Linked DNA regions of Sus scrofa: regions 1 and 3 are each linked to region 2. The links are chromatin contacts, called in public Hi-C and promoter capture Hi-C maps. All regions are on one chromosome and are shown on one strand. The core of a region is the stretch at or near the end of the contact, and the rest is flanking DNA. Distances in the headings are between cores, read along the strand shown.

Region 1 (4,662 bases), core at 1,441-3,940, 380 kb after region 2:
TGGGCACAGCCCAGGAGGCACACTGGGTCTATACCTTTAAGTGATTCATAGAAACCACAAAGGAGGGAAAAAAGGGGGGGAAAAACTACATAAAACAGGTATAAAAATGTTTTCTTTTCTCCAGTAAAGGGCGTGACTTCTGAACATTAAATATATGCCCTTAAACCTGAGTTTTAAGATGAGTGAGTGGTGGGAGTTGGGGGGTAGGTGGTAGGTGGATAAAGAAAAGTGTGAAGAAGAGGAACAGGATTTAAGAGGAGAAATATGGGATGAATCTCAGTAGTGGTAGACTACTGTGGGTTTGAAATGAAGTAAATCCAGATGACATCAAGTCTGCAAACATCTGTGTTCTGATCTCTCCCTCAACATTATCAAACATTAATCTGTTTATTACTGCAAAAGCAACTGGGTTTGCACTGTACAGAGGTTTTAAGTATGAAAACCACAATAAAAAAGGGAAAGAAGGGCCTGCCTATAAGAGAGAATATTGCTTATGTTCCCAGGCCCATCAAAGAAAGATAGTGCCACCTAAGCAGACACACAGCTATCAGGCACATGAAAGATTTCTCTTGCAGAAAAGCAAAACCTAGTAAACTGCTCTTGGGTTTAAACTTTTCCCAGATCAAATCGCCAGCCTGCTTTTTGAGTGGGCTGAATGAGCCATGCTAACTGGACATTACAGACTCAAAAAGAATCCAATTTCAACAACATGAGAGAAAGAAACAGGCAAGGAGGCAAGAGTTTCAAATTGCAATCATCATTCAAAAACAAATGGGGGGGTAATTCCTCTGGAGATTTTTAAGTTAATTAATTGGAAACAGGTATCAATATTGTCTAAACAAAACAATGCTTCTTTTTTATAAACAGCCTAGTAAACAGATCTTTTCACCTTCCCCTTTCTTTCTGATTCACTTCTATGACAAATACAAAAAGAAATGGCTTTCAGGCCAAAAGTATTCTGGGGGCAGGTTTATCAGCATTCTTACCAATCAGTCTCCAAACACACACCCCTTTCACACCCTCTCCTCCTCTAACCCCCCCCCTCCTTTCCTTCGTTCCAGGCCCCCACCTGCAACAAACCTCACTTGAGTTATGTTTCCTCAGCAAGGCTCCATAACTGAATGGATTACTATGCATGGGCATACTTTAGATGAACAGGATTTGCAACATGGCGTACAATGTTGTCATCACATGAAAGAAGAAGCTGCACTGCACAGGTTGGGACTTGATATTTGCACTGTTCCACTGTATTAGGATTGGGTAGAAAGATTTTTAAAAAGCAGCTAAACGTATTAGCATCTTCAAAAATTCATGAGGAAGTAATCACACCCCTAAGCAATAAAAACTGCTTGGATTTATGATTTTTTTAAATGGGCTAGAAAAAAAAAGGCACAACTTTTAAAGTTAGGCAAAGTAGAAATTTTAAAATTCTCACTTTCTGCTTATCTTAGGAGCACCGCTTTTGCCTTTTGCAATCTGTGAGAGATTCAAATTCCAATTTGCTTCTGTCTTTACTTCCTCTCCTGGCACTTTAGAAAGTGTGAGTTATGCCTGAAGCAATACTTCGTTCTGCTATAGCCCTTTTTATAGTGTAACAAAGCATGAAAAGATTTACACCCGCATTAAATAAACCCAGCTGCCAAAAATGTTCATTTAAAATAAAAATAACTTGCATCAAAGAAAAGTAAACAAACGAATAAAACAAAGAATTCAGTGGTCATTTTAATTCTCCTAGTAACATTAGGCAATCAATCACAAGTGGGGTAATTTTTCAACCAAGTCCTGCCGTCATTGAACAACTGCTTCTCATCTTATGGCACCATCTTCCCTGCATGCTGTCCCCAGCAGAGGGGGAGGTGTCTCACAGCCTCTTTAGTAAGACTGAGATGACTCAGTTCTACAATTCGATACACACACCCTCCCCCAAAGAGCCCATCTTCCCCTTGTCCCTAAGTAGCTAGTTGATTCAAACAACAATACTACCTGCCTACTTTTAGAAAAGTTATGTCTCAGAAATATAAACCACTCTATCCCTTCAGACGTCCCCCTCTCCCATTTCCCCTAAAGTTCCCGGACCTCCAGGTCCGGCGCAACGGACTGCTTACAGCTCTGAACCCAGCCTTGCCCACCATTCTTTTTACCTTTGCTGCCAGATCCCTCTGGCCTCAGCTCCCTTTAAGCCCCACACCTCCCCCCATCCCAGCCATTCTTCATAGCCCCCCAACCCAACCCTATCACTTTTACCTCTACCAAGACCTCCCAGCCAATCCGCCGGCTATGCTTAGATCGCTCCAACCCCACCTATTCTTACCCTCTCAGTTCCCGGGGGCCCCTTACTCATCCCATCCCTTTATCTCAAATCACCCTAATGGGCGAGGGCGCCTCCAGGCTCCTCCCAGCGTTCTCACTTTTCCTCCGCGGCCCCCGCGCTCCGCCTGCCCGCGCCTTCACGTTTTCCCTCTACACACCTGCCTTTCCTCCTACCCCTCTGTCTCCTCCACCTGCCACAACCCCCGCTCCCGCCGAGGCTGAAGGAGCCGAGCCCGGAGCGGCTTACCTGTGTCAGGCGCTCCGGGTCAGCCGTCGTTGGAGGAGATGGCCACTCAGGCCCCGGCTCGGCAGCTGGGTTTCGTACTTCTCCGCAGCCGGCGGCCACAGCCGGGGCGGGGCCCGCACCGGAAGCGGGACCGCTGGGCCGGACTGCCGGGCCGGGAAGGGGCGAGGCCACAGGGATGGGGCGGGACCTGAGGCCGGAAGCGGCCAAAAAGGGAACAATGGGCGGGTCGGGCGGAAGTGACTTCTAGGAACAGCCCCGCCCTACTGAATCGTGGGCGGAAGCGAGTTGAAGCTGGCGGAAGCTTCTGCCAATGGGAAAGCGGAGACAAGCAGGAGTTCCGGCGTCAGCACTTTCGCGGGGAGTTGAAATCAGCTGGGGTGCCTAGTCTTTTTTGCGCGTTTTCTGGTTGTGGAGGGTGATGTAGTGCGGGCGGTAGGTAGGGTAAATAAAGGACAAGGACTGTCAGGATGTTCTTCTGCTTTAGTCCCTTCCCCAATCTCCCACTTTCAAACTGGTCTTCTGAGATTCCCGCTTCCGGATCTGCTTTTCTCCGAACTTCTCTGGACTGAGACCTGGCTGTCCCGTAAGGATGCTGCATCCTCTCACATGGGTTAGTATTTTCATTTCCTGGGTTCCAAAAGTGGGGGACAAATGCTGCCACCTTTTGTAAAAACCCTTGTTTCTCTGAAGCTTAGTCTTTTTGTGAATCATACAAATTAGATTTAAAAAAAATTTTTTTGGAGTTCCCTGTTGTGGCTTAGCAGGTTAAGAACCCAACTAGTATCCATGAGGATGCCTGTGCAATCCCTGGCCTCTCTCAGTGGGTTGAGGATCCCACGTTGTCATGAGCTGTGGTGTAGGCCAGCAGCTGCAGCTCTGATTCCACCCCTAGCCTGGGAACTTCCTCCATACGCTGCAAGTGCTGCACTAAAAAGAAAAAAAGTGGTTTTTTTTTAAAATTTTTTTGGTTGCATTCGCAGAGTTTGGAAGTTCCCTGGGCAAGATATCAAACCTGTGCCATGGCAGTGACTTGAGCCATAGCAGTGACAACACAGGATCCTTAACCTGCTGATCAACTGGGGAACGCCTAGACTTAATTTTTTCATTTTATTATTTTTTAATTGAAGTACAGTTAATTTACAATGTTGTATTAGTTTCAGATGTACAGCACAGTAATTCAGTTACGTGTATATGTATGTTTTCTTTTTCAGATTCTTTTCCTTTATAGGTTTTTATGAAAGAGTTTGTATGGTTCCCTGTGCTATACAGTAGGCCGTTGTTGGTTATCTATTTTATTTATAGTAATATGTTATCTGATGCTTACTTCTTAAGACACTCCTCTGTAGAGAGGAGACCATCTGCTAATTTGTTCACCCAGCTCCTTGTCTTACTTTCCTCTAACCATCTTCCATCTTGATCATTTCAGTCAATGTGGACAACCCATTTCACATGCGGGCCTCATCCCTTACATTAGCCCCCCAATCCCAGTCAGAAACCTGGACCTTGTCACCAGAAACCCTATTGTGTCATGAATCAGTACTTCCGACATCCCTCTGTCCAACCACAGCCTGATATTCTTTACCTGGACGGCTCAAGAACTTCATTTACATTGTTTTCACTTTATCAGAACCTCCAGTTCTGATTGAAAGCTTCTACTTAATCCTCACTTTTCACTTCACTCCTTATCCATCTTAGATTCAGCAGTATATCATTACAGTCTCCCTCTTACTTACTCTTAAGCCCACCCCAACACCCCTCTTTTCCCCAACTAAGTCCTCCACCCTGGATGAACTAACATACTTCTCCATATACCTTGTCATAGTAAATTGTCCTGATGAACAAACAGGCATCACTAAATGATTTCAACCTTAAATGAGCTCCGAACAGTGCCTGGAAATTTCATTTTATTTTTCTAGTTAACTTGTTCTCCACTATCTGCAAATCTCTAAACCCTATGCTTCCCATACCTCTTCCCCTGATTATCTTACTGTGTAAGTAATAGGAAATGTAGAATACCCTAAAATCTAGAAATCTACATATGTTTCCATCCTGTCCTTTCCTCCTATAATTTACTCAATAAAAAATAGTTGTTGAACTCCCACTAT
Region 2 (4,350 bases), core at 1,693-4,192:
TAGTTGCTAAGAGTGATCGTTGGCTGACAGTAAGAAAAAATGTGGACTCGGTCCTACAACGCCAAAGAACTGGATTCTGCCAACCATCTAAACAAGCTCGGGGAAGAGGACTCTGAGCTCCAGATGAGACCAGAGTCCCGACTGACATCTTGATTTCAGTCTTATAAGATCCTCAGTAGAAAACCAGTTATGCTATGAAGGCATAACTCTGACCTACAGAAACTGGGATATAATAAATGGGGACTCTTTTGCGTTTTTGGCCAGGCCTGCAGCATGCAGAAGTTCCAGAGCCAGTGATCAAATCCACATCATGGCAGTGACAAGCCAGATCCTTAACCCAATGAGCCACCAGGGAATTCCAAGAATCTTTACTGGTTTGTTTGATTGCTTGCTTTTTCAGCCCCATCCAGAGCATGTGAAAGTTCCTAGGTTCATCTATGACTTATGCCACAGCTGCAGCAGCTGCAGCAACACGGGATCCTTAACCCACTGTTCTAGGCCAAGGATTCAACCCAGCAAAGCCACAGAGGCAAGCCAGATCATTAACCCAATGTGTCACAGTGGGAACTCCAAATGGGTATTGTTTTAAGTTGCTTAGTTTGTGGTAAATTGTTAGGCAGCAATAGAAAACTAATACAAGTGATGAGGGCTAAGAACTGCCCTCAAGGTAACAAGTGGTTCAGAGTTCACTGAGAAGCCAGCAAAGCCTACCTTTAGGGGTGGTAGGGAAAGAAAACAATTTCTAGAGTCAGACAAACCTGGGCTCTAAGCACTACTATTTATTAGCTATGTGATTCTTAGGCAAATATCCTTTGAGCCTATTTCTTCATCTTTAAAATAGGGATAAATTCTTATCTCACAACATTGTTATGAGGCTTAGATGAGATAATAAATAATTTATAGCATGCAGTGGTACATAATAAATTACACTCATTTTTTTTTCTTTTTCAGCCACACCTGTGGCATATGGGAGTCCCAGGCCAGGGATCCAATCTGAACTGCAGCTACAACAACTGCCACAGCTGCAGCAAAGCAGGATCTTTAACCCACTTCTCTGGGTAGCAGATTAAACCCGTACCTCTGCAGAGACAACACCAGATTCTTCATCCACTGCACCACAGCGGGAACTCCACTACAGTCATGATTGTTTTTGAAAACAACAACCAAAACATACCACACTCCAGTTCTCAATCTAAGGTACTGTAGCAAAGTGGAGAGACTAAGAGCAAAGACCAGATGGAGTGTGGAAGTTCCCAGACCAGAGATGCCTGTACCACAGCAGCGATGCAGGTTGCTGCAGTGAAGATGTGGATCCTTAATGCCACGTGCCGCAAGAGAACTACAGTGCTTTCTTAAGTATGGGAACGCTGACCTTGTCCTGAGCTTCCAGCTCTTAAGATATTTGGAGAATATTAATTAAACTCAAAGAGGCAAAACTTCCCCTGGTGTTGTTTGGTTAAGTTGGTGGGGGAAAATGGGGACAGGTGCTTTGGGGTTTTTTTGTTTGTTTGTTTTTACTTTTGGCCACAACCAGGGGCATATGTAAGTTCCTGGACCAAGGACTGAACCCTCACCATAGCAGTGACTCAAACCACTGCAGTGATAACATCCAGCTCCTTAACCCACTATGCTGCAAGGGAACTCTCAGAGGACAGGTGCTTTGAGAAAAGCTTTTTTATCCGTTTCCCAGCCAGATTCATACCTCCTAAGGCCACACTGCTAGGGAAGAAAAAGAGATCAACACTGATTTTCTGGAGACAGAGCCTGGAGTGAGGAAGAGGAGCTGAATATCCATCTTTTCTTTCTTCAGTGGGTCCAGGGATAGAGAATGAGTGATTACAAGTCAAGAATCTTTACTACTTAACTCTTGGTGGCTGCGAGATAATTCAGGCCTGGGGCAAGCAGGCCCACTGCCCAGGAGCTCAAAATCAGAATGCAGTTACTGAGGCCAGATTTGATATTAAGAGTCTTGGGATTTAATCGACCCCTTCCTGTAGGGACTGGAAGTGGTGGTTTCCCCAGAAACATCCAGGTGAGTCCTGGAACTGGGGATTTGGTGAAAAGAGAGTCAATTGCCTGCAAGAAATCTAATTTCTGAGGCTGTTTCCTTCTCTGTAAAGTGATTGCACTCATATTTTTTTTCCAATTTTTGGCCGCCCCGTGGCATATGGAGATCCTGGGCCAGGGAACAGATTCCAAGGTAATCGCCACTCAAGTCGTAGCTGCGGCAACACCGGGTCCTTAACCCACTATGCGTGGCAGGGGATGGAACCCTGGTCTCAGAGCTCCCAAGACACGGCCAATCCCGCCTGTGGCGCCCCAGCGGGAGCTCCTCCACTCATTTCCTAATGCTTGCGGATTTGTTATACAGGAATATTGCTGTTGATCCCTGTTATGGCGCAGGGGAAAATAATCCGACTAGTAACCATGAGGTTGAGGGTTCCATCCCTGGCCTCACTCAGTGGGTTAAGGATCCGGCGTTGCGGTGAGCCATGGTGTAGGTTGCAGACGCCGCTAGGATCTGGCGTTGCTATGGCTGCAGCATAGGCTGGCGGCTACAGCTCCAATTCCACCCTTAGCCTGGAAACTTCCATTATGTTGCAGGTGCGGCCCTAAAAAGCAAAAAAAAAAAAAAAAGATTAGTTGCTAATAAGATCTTATACACAAGCAGTTGTTTTGCCCCCACTTGTTCTCTTATTGTAGGCTCACACCAGGTGGTAAACAAAAAAGATATTTTTATTATAATTTGTCGTTATTATTGTTATCGTTCCCATTTTGAGGTGCTGGAGTCGCCTCTCGAGCCTGTCCACTGCTGTCCTCTGCCATCCTACCATCCTAGCTCCACAATAGCAGATCTGGTCCACGCCCAGACCCGGGCGGCGGGGCGGGGCGCGGCGCCGAAATGGTTTGTCCTGAACGCGCCGCCGTAGGCCGCCTGCGGCCGCGTGTGGCCCCTTTCCGCCTAGGCGCGAGCGCCGCAGTGGGAGGGCCTCCACGCTCCGCCCGCCCTGCGTCGGTGCGTGAGTTCGGCCCCCACGAGCTTCGAAGCGGCCCTTGAGCTCACACCCGGCTTTGCCTTAGCGTTAACCTGCGCGCCGCCATCGCCGTCATGCTAGGCGCCGCTGTTCGCCGCTGCTCCGTAGCAGCAGCCGCAGTCGCCCGGGCCAGCCCTCGAGGCCTTCTGCACCCCACTCCGACCCCCGGCCCCGCCGCCGGTAAGGCTCCCGCCTGCCACTGTCCGCGCCCGCGTGTCCTTGTGGTGACCTGGGCCCCCGCCGCCATGCGAGGGCAGGCTCGCCCAGAGGCCTAGCCCCTGCCCTGCGGGCCGACGGCCGAACCTGAGGACCGCTAGCCATTCCCGCCGCCGCCGAGTTGTGGAGGACTCGAGGGCGCGTCCCGGGGTCCTCCCTTGGCGCGACTTCCTGGTGCGGGCACCGCGGACCGGTCGAGCGTGGACCTGCTGTGGGTGCACCTCCCGCGCCCACTGGACCTCTTCGGTCCCCGGGCCATGACCGTGCCCTGGCGTTGATCCTGCGGCCACTGACTGGGAGTGGCTACCGCCGGCCTGCAGCGCTTCCGCGAAGGTGACATTGAGCTCAGGGTAGAAGGCGGGAGTGGCCCCTCCGGGGACCCTGGCACCGCCGCCCGCAGCCTCTTCCGAGAACACTTTATACTTCCGTGACTGGGACACAGTGTAGTCTTTTCATCAGGCATTTCTCGTTACCGTTTTGTGTGTCACTTTCTCCAGCCGTTCTTTTATTTTTAGACACTGTTGTGCCATGTTTTAATTCTTCCATCTTTACATTAGATCAGTGTATGTGGTTGTTTCCTGAGGTCTGGAAGAGAGCCTGACTTGATAGGTCTTAGGATAAGAATATTACTGTTTGGAAAACGGGGTACCACAGACCCAGGAGTCCTGGGTCCTACAAACTTGGAGAAGTTTTATTTTTTATTTGTGCTTCCGGCTAGAAGTCTGGTTGCTGGAGTATGAGATGTTCTGCTGATTTCTGTCTCTTATTTTGCCTTCTGCTTAATATGTGTTCCAGGAGACTTTGTGTCCAGCACTGAACTTTTAATTATTGTAAATGCACTTTAAAAAATTTATTGGAATATAGTTGGCTCACAGTGTTGTGCCCATTTCTTGTAACTGCGCTTTGATCTTGGTGCGTGACGGTAGCATATGCTAACGTTATAAAATTTAAACATGCACTCAAACTCAAAACTAATAGTGTTGTTCTTTTGACTATTTAACTAGCGCTTCAGAACCTAAGGAGTTATGTTTTGCTTCGGTTTTGTTCATGTGGATACATTTGGGGGAGGTGTTCTTGACCTCTTGAAAAGAATTGTTAC
Region 3 (4,650 bases), core at 1,557-4,056, 450 kb before region 2:
ACTCTGATTCCTGGGGGCTCAGAGGTGAATTAGAGTTGCTGCCCTTGAGGTGCTCAGTCCAGGGGACATTCGGGAGGGGATTTCCATCAGGGTGGTGCACTTACCCTCCCAAGAGGGTAAGGAGTGTCAGCAAAGTCTGGTTCTCTGAGTCTAGTATCCTAGTTGCACATGCTCCATAGGCAACTTCATTCACAATATACTCCCTGCAGTCCAGGCTTACAGTCAAGTGCTTGAGCCTTTGGCCTTCACAGAAGTTCAGCCTTACTAGGTGTATTAAAGTGCCTATTTATCATCACATGTGATCTTCATAATAGGGTAAGGATTCCATGTTATCCTCTTATACAGGACATGAAGCTGATGCACAGATAATAAGAAGACTAAATGGAAACCATGGGACTCAACTTCCAGACTAATGTTCTTTCTGCTTTCTACCACTCTGCCTTGCCTTATCTCACAATCACACAGTATCTGTTTAGCCTTCATTTAAGACATAGCCTCTTGGGAAATAGAGGACAAATATGAGATGGAGCTCCAGACATTGGATCTCTATTCTGATAAAGAAAAACTTGGTCTTTGGAGTTTCTGCTGTGGCACAACAGGATTGACGGCACCTCTGCAGCGCCAGGATGCAGATTCGCCCTCCAGCCTGGCACAGTGGGTTAAAGAATCTGGCCTTGCCACAGCTGCAGTGTAGGTCATAACTGAGGCTTCGATCTGATTTCTGGCCCAGGAATTCCATATGCCGCAGGCGGCCAGAAAAAAAGCACCCCCCCTCCCCCAAACAAACAAAAGACTTGGCCTCTACTCTACAGAGCCCCAATCTGATAATGAACCTCAACCTCCATGGCCCTGCCAGGTGTTGGGCCTTCCACTGAATAATTTTCGCCTCCTGGACTTTCTCCCTCTACACTCTCCCTTAGTGATTCCATCAACCAAGCTACCACCCAAATTCTAGTCCTCTGAGATGACTCACTTCCCTCCCCAAATCAGTATTTCTACCCACCTGCCCTTTCTCCTTAGTGGCAAGCCTCCCTCCCCATTAGACCCCCATCCTATGGACTCTGAGTGAAGTAAGTGTCCTTAGAGCCTGTCTTTCTACAGGCACCTGAGGCTCTATTTCACAGGGAGGAAGGGACTTGTCTAAAGGTATTCTACCAAGTCATTAGTGGTGATCAATCTAGAACCCAGATTACTGAACCATTAGCCTCAAGGTCTTCTACCTTTTCACGCACCAGGTCACTGCCACTGACTCTTCCTTTCCCTCCATTACCCACACTGAATCGGTCACCCAGTAGTCTTCAGTCTTTCTCAACCACATCTCTCTGGTTTTATTTTTACTAAAAAAATTTCTTTTCGGCTACAGCCATGCATGTGGAAGTTCCTGGGCCAGGGACTGACTCCTATACTGCGGCCGCAGCAATGCTGGATCCTTTAACCCACTGTACTTACAGGGGATTGAACCAGTGTCTCCACAGCACCCAAGCCACTGCAGTTCTCCATTTGTATTCTTGCTTACCCATAGCCACAGCCCTGGTCAAGTCCTCGTTACATCTCACCTGAATTGTTGGGATAGCCTAACTGGCAGCAGACTCCCATTCTGCTCACAGGACTTTAAGGCCCTTCACTTTCTGCACATTCTACATCATTCACATGAATTACCTGGATCCATCAATCAATAAGTCTTTCTTCCTCACCCACTGTGTACCCTGGCCCCAGGCTTGGTGATATGTGGGGTAGCCTCTGTCCCTGCTACCCCTGCCAAAACTCTTTTGGTGTAAAGTTATGACAAAAACACTACAAATGATTCACAGAGGCATGTGAGGCAGAGTTTTGATGTGAGGACTGCTGATAGGGAAGGGTTTCTGGATTGGGGGCTTGGAGAGAGATGAAACCTCTTGGCTCTCTCCACCCACCCCTCCCACCAGAATATGTAACTCTGTAATCTCCAAACCCATTATTACAACAGCCTTTCTGCTTCACTTTCCTGCCTGCAGGCACGCTTCATTCAACCTACCCTCAGAATCCATCCAGCTGCTGGGATGTTGAGCATCTTAAACCATAGTTTTGGGCCCGTGATTTTGTGACCAGTCATGTTGCTTGCACATTCTGCTGTGCAAGCCTGAGAATTTTAACAAGGTAGTATAGTGTTCTGTTCTCTGACTCCATCTTTCCAAACCTGATTTTCATGACTACAGCCACACTTTTAGTGTTTCTTAATATTTTGCATTCACCTCTATGTGTCCTTTGCTGAAAATGACTTGCCCCTCCACTTCCGCCTGATGAAATCTTTAAGACCCAACTTGCGTGCCACCTCCTCCAGGAAGACTTTACCACTTTTCCTCAGAAAGAAGCTCCTTGCTCCGAGATTCTGTGGATGTCTATTTATATATACATTTCTGCATTGCCTTAGTTCTTTCTGTAGCATCTCCTCAGGTAGATAGATCTGGAGTCCTTGGATAGTGCAGAGTGAGCATCTCATTCAGTCTCTGTAATCGCACCCAAGCAGCAGGTGCGGTATGACTCTGTCTGCCTCACCCCAGAAAGTGCTCAGGCAAGTGCCTGTTGCCCGGAACATACGACTTTCCAATTACACCGTTCATTTTTAGGCAGTCGCCTAACAGAAAATGGGCCGTCCACGGTTAGGTTACACAGCCAGGGGAGTCGGGACATTGCAGCCAGTCGCTAGGGTATCCCTACCCGCCTCCCTCTGCTCAGTTCCAAATGGGGTGTGTGTGTGAAGGAAGTAGGGGCTGGGTAGCCCGGCTAGCTCCTCCTCCGTGTCCACCCAGAGGATCTCCGAGTCACAGTAGGTCTCCTTCCAGTCCAAAGGCCTCAAGAAATTCGAAGCGGCGGTACCTTCGATATAGGGTCCTCTGTCACAGATGCGGCTCACACTCACGGATACTTTAATCTATTTATTTGGATTTTTTTTTGGAGGGAGGGGGCGTTCAATGAAGGGGAAGAGGTGGAGCAAGGCGGGGAGGCGGGCCCAGGATGACTGACGAGAGCAGCGGGGAGCCAATGGCCCGTGGGGGGCGTTCCCCCCCATTCAGGACTCCTCGCCTGGCTCGGAAGGTATGTTAAACAGCTGCTTTTAATTTGGTCTCCCCAATCTTGGGCGTTTTGGGGGGCTAGTTCACCAGCCGGTCGCTTCGGCCAGTGCGCCCTGGTACCGGCGCAACGGGTCCTGGGACGGAGCTAGGGGAGCTTGGAGTCCGGCGGCCGAGGGAGGCGAGGGGCAGGCCAGGAAGGAGAGCTCTTGGCGCCGCCCGCTCGCCAGTGTGTTTCCAAGCCCGGCCGGATCCGTGGGGAGGGGGTCGGCCCGGCCTGGGGTCGCCAGTGTGCCGGCCGTGCTGCCTAGTTTATTTCACCGAGCGGCCGGTTTCGGTAGGTTTCGGCGGCGAACTGGGTAAGGTGCCAGCAGGAGGAGATCCTCCTCGCTCCTGGAATGCCTTAAAAAATTATTGTAAAGAAGAAAAAAGGGGAGATTCCGTACACCGACTGGAACCAGGCCTGGGCTGCGGCGCGCGGGCTCGGCAGGGGGCGGCGGCCTGAGCCCGGCTGGCCGGGCCCACTGAGTCCGCGGCGCCCGGAGTTGGTCGAGAGCTGGAGTTAGCAAGGGAGCCGGGGCCCGTGGCTTTCCCCGCTAACGACGCTGGGCGAAGGCGGCAGCCGCCCGAGGGTTTTGTTTCTGTCTGCAAACTTGTCCGAGGGGGCGGTGGGCGCGCTCAGGAGAGGCGCGGGTGCCTAGGGCCCGCGGTTGTTATGGACTCTGGGGGCGGGGGCAACGCCGGACTTGCGGGAGGGGCAGCCGGGGGAAGCCACCGGAAAGAGCCCCCGCACCTCGGCACTAGCCCCATGCGCCGGTCTGGGTTCTCCGAACTCCCGGGCCGTGGCAGTAGAGCCAGCATTCGGCGCCGGAACACGGCCCGGGGGTGTGGAAAACCTCCAGGAACTCGGCGGCTTCGACTCACGGCCCCAGCTGATCCCCTTGCAAACATGGAGCTGCCTCCTTCCCCGCCCACCCCAAGGCGGCGGCAGCTCCCTTCCCATCCCCCGGTCGTGCTCCTCGCTTGCGGATGGGGTGGAGGCGGGGACGCAGGCGTGTGAGCGCGCCCACGAGGGGGTGGCCTGAAAGGGGCAGTGAAGGTCGGAAACTGGGAAAACAGTCTCCACGCTCAGAATCGGGAAAAGGAAATGCATCAGCGTGCGGGGAGGGGCGCGGGGGGCGCGCCTGTCAGCCGGGATGGCGGCCGCGGGTTGGGAGGCGGGGCGCCGGCGCGAAACGCCGAAGTCGGGCGGGGCGACGCCGCGAGAGGGGGCGCAGGGGCCCGGGCCCACGGAACGCTAGGCTGCCCCTGCCTCCACTCCTTGGCCTACCCTGTTTACTATCTACTCCCGCGACGGCTTGTGCAACCGGCTGGGAGCGGAGCTGAGGGGCGGGGCCTTTCTCTCTCTCTCTTCCACCCATCTCGGGCTCCTCAAGAGGGCCCGCCTTCTCTTGTCTTCCACTGGCTGGGAGAGACTCCCTTTTTTCCTTCTCGGTTGTTGATTGGATGACATTCTCCCGAGCTCCGCCTATCGGAGGCCGGGCTGGAGTTTAAGTTGCTAGGATTTTTTTCCATGAAGGGCGGAGGGAGGATTCCTGCG

What was found. Promoter capture Hi-C pulls out the DNA fragments that hold promoters and counts their contacts. Hi-C and Micro-C count contacts between places; a contact is called where the count stands out from the background.
Region 1: a contact with region 2 is called in a promoter capture Hi-C map of liver, with 3 times the contacts expected there. The contact joins the promoter of ARID3B here to the promoter of LOC100156967 in region 2. A contact is called at or near these places in 1 of 5 promoter capture datasets (liver) and 1 of 47 Hi-C or Micro-C datasets (skeletal muscle).
Region 3: a contact with region 2 is called in a Hi-C map of liver, with 2.2 times the contacts expected there. The contact joins the promoter of SIN3A here to the promoter of LOC100156967 in region 2. A contact is called at or near these places in 2 of 47 Hi-C or Micro-C datasets (heart right ventricle and liver) and 1 of 2 datasets of contacts at active chromatin or transcription factors (alveolar macrophages).

Annotation. Positions count from the first base shown.
Region 1 is chr7:58,996,017-59,000,678 of Sscrofa11.1, forward strand. It overlaps ARID3B (AT-rich interactive domain-containing protein 3B), which reads right to left and starts at 2,691. Exons shown (of 11, transcript XM_021099056.1): 1 at 2,558-2,691; 2 at 1-34.
Region 2 is chr7:58,620,027-58,624,376 of Sscrofa11.1, forward strand. LOC100156967 (cytochrome c oxidase subunit 5A, mitochondrial) reads left to right here and starts at 2,943. Exons shown (of 5, transcript XM_005666147.2): 1 at 2,943-3,215. The coding sequence starts at 3,110.
Region 3 is chr7:58,169,015-58,173,664 of Sscrofa11.1, forward strand. SIN3A (paired amphipathic helix protein Sin3a) reads left to right here and starts at 2,807. Exons shown (of 23, transcript XM_021099023.1): 1 at 2,807-3,075.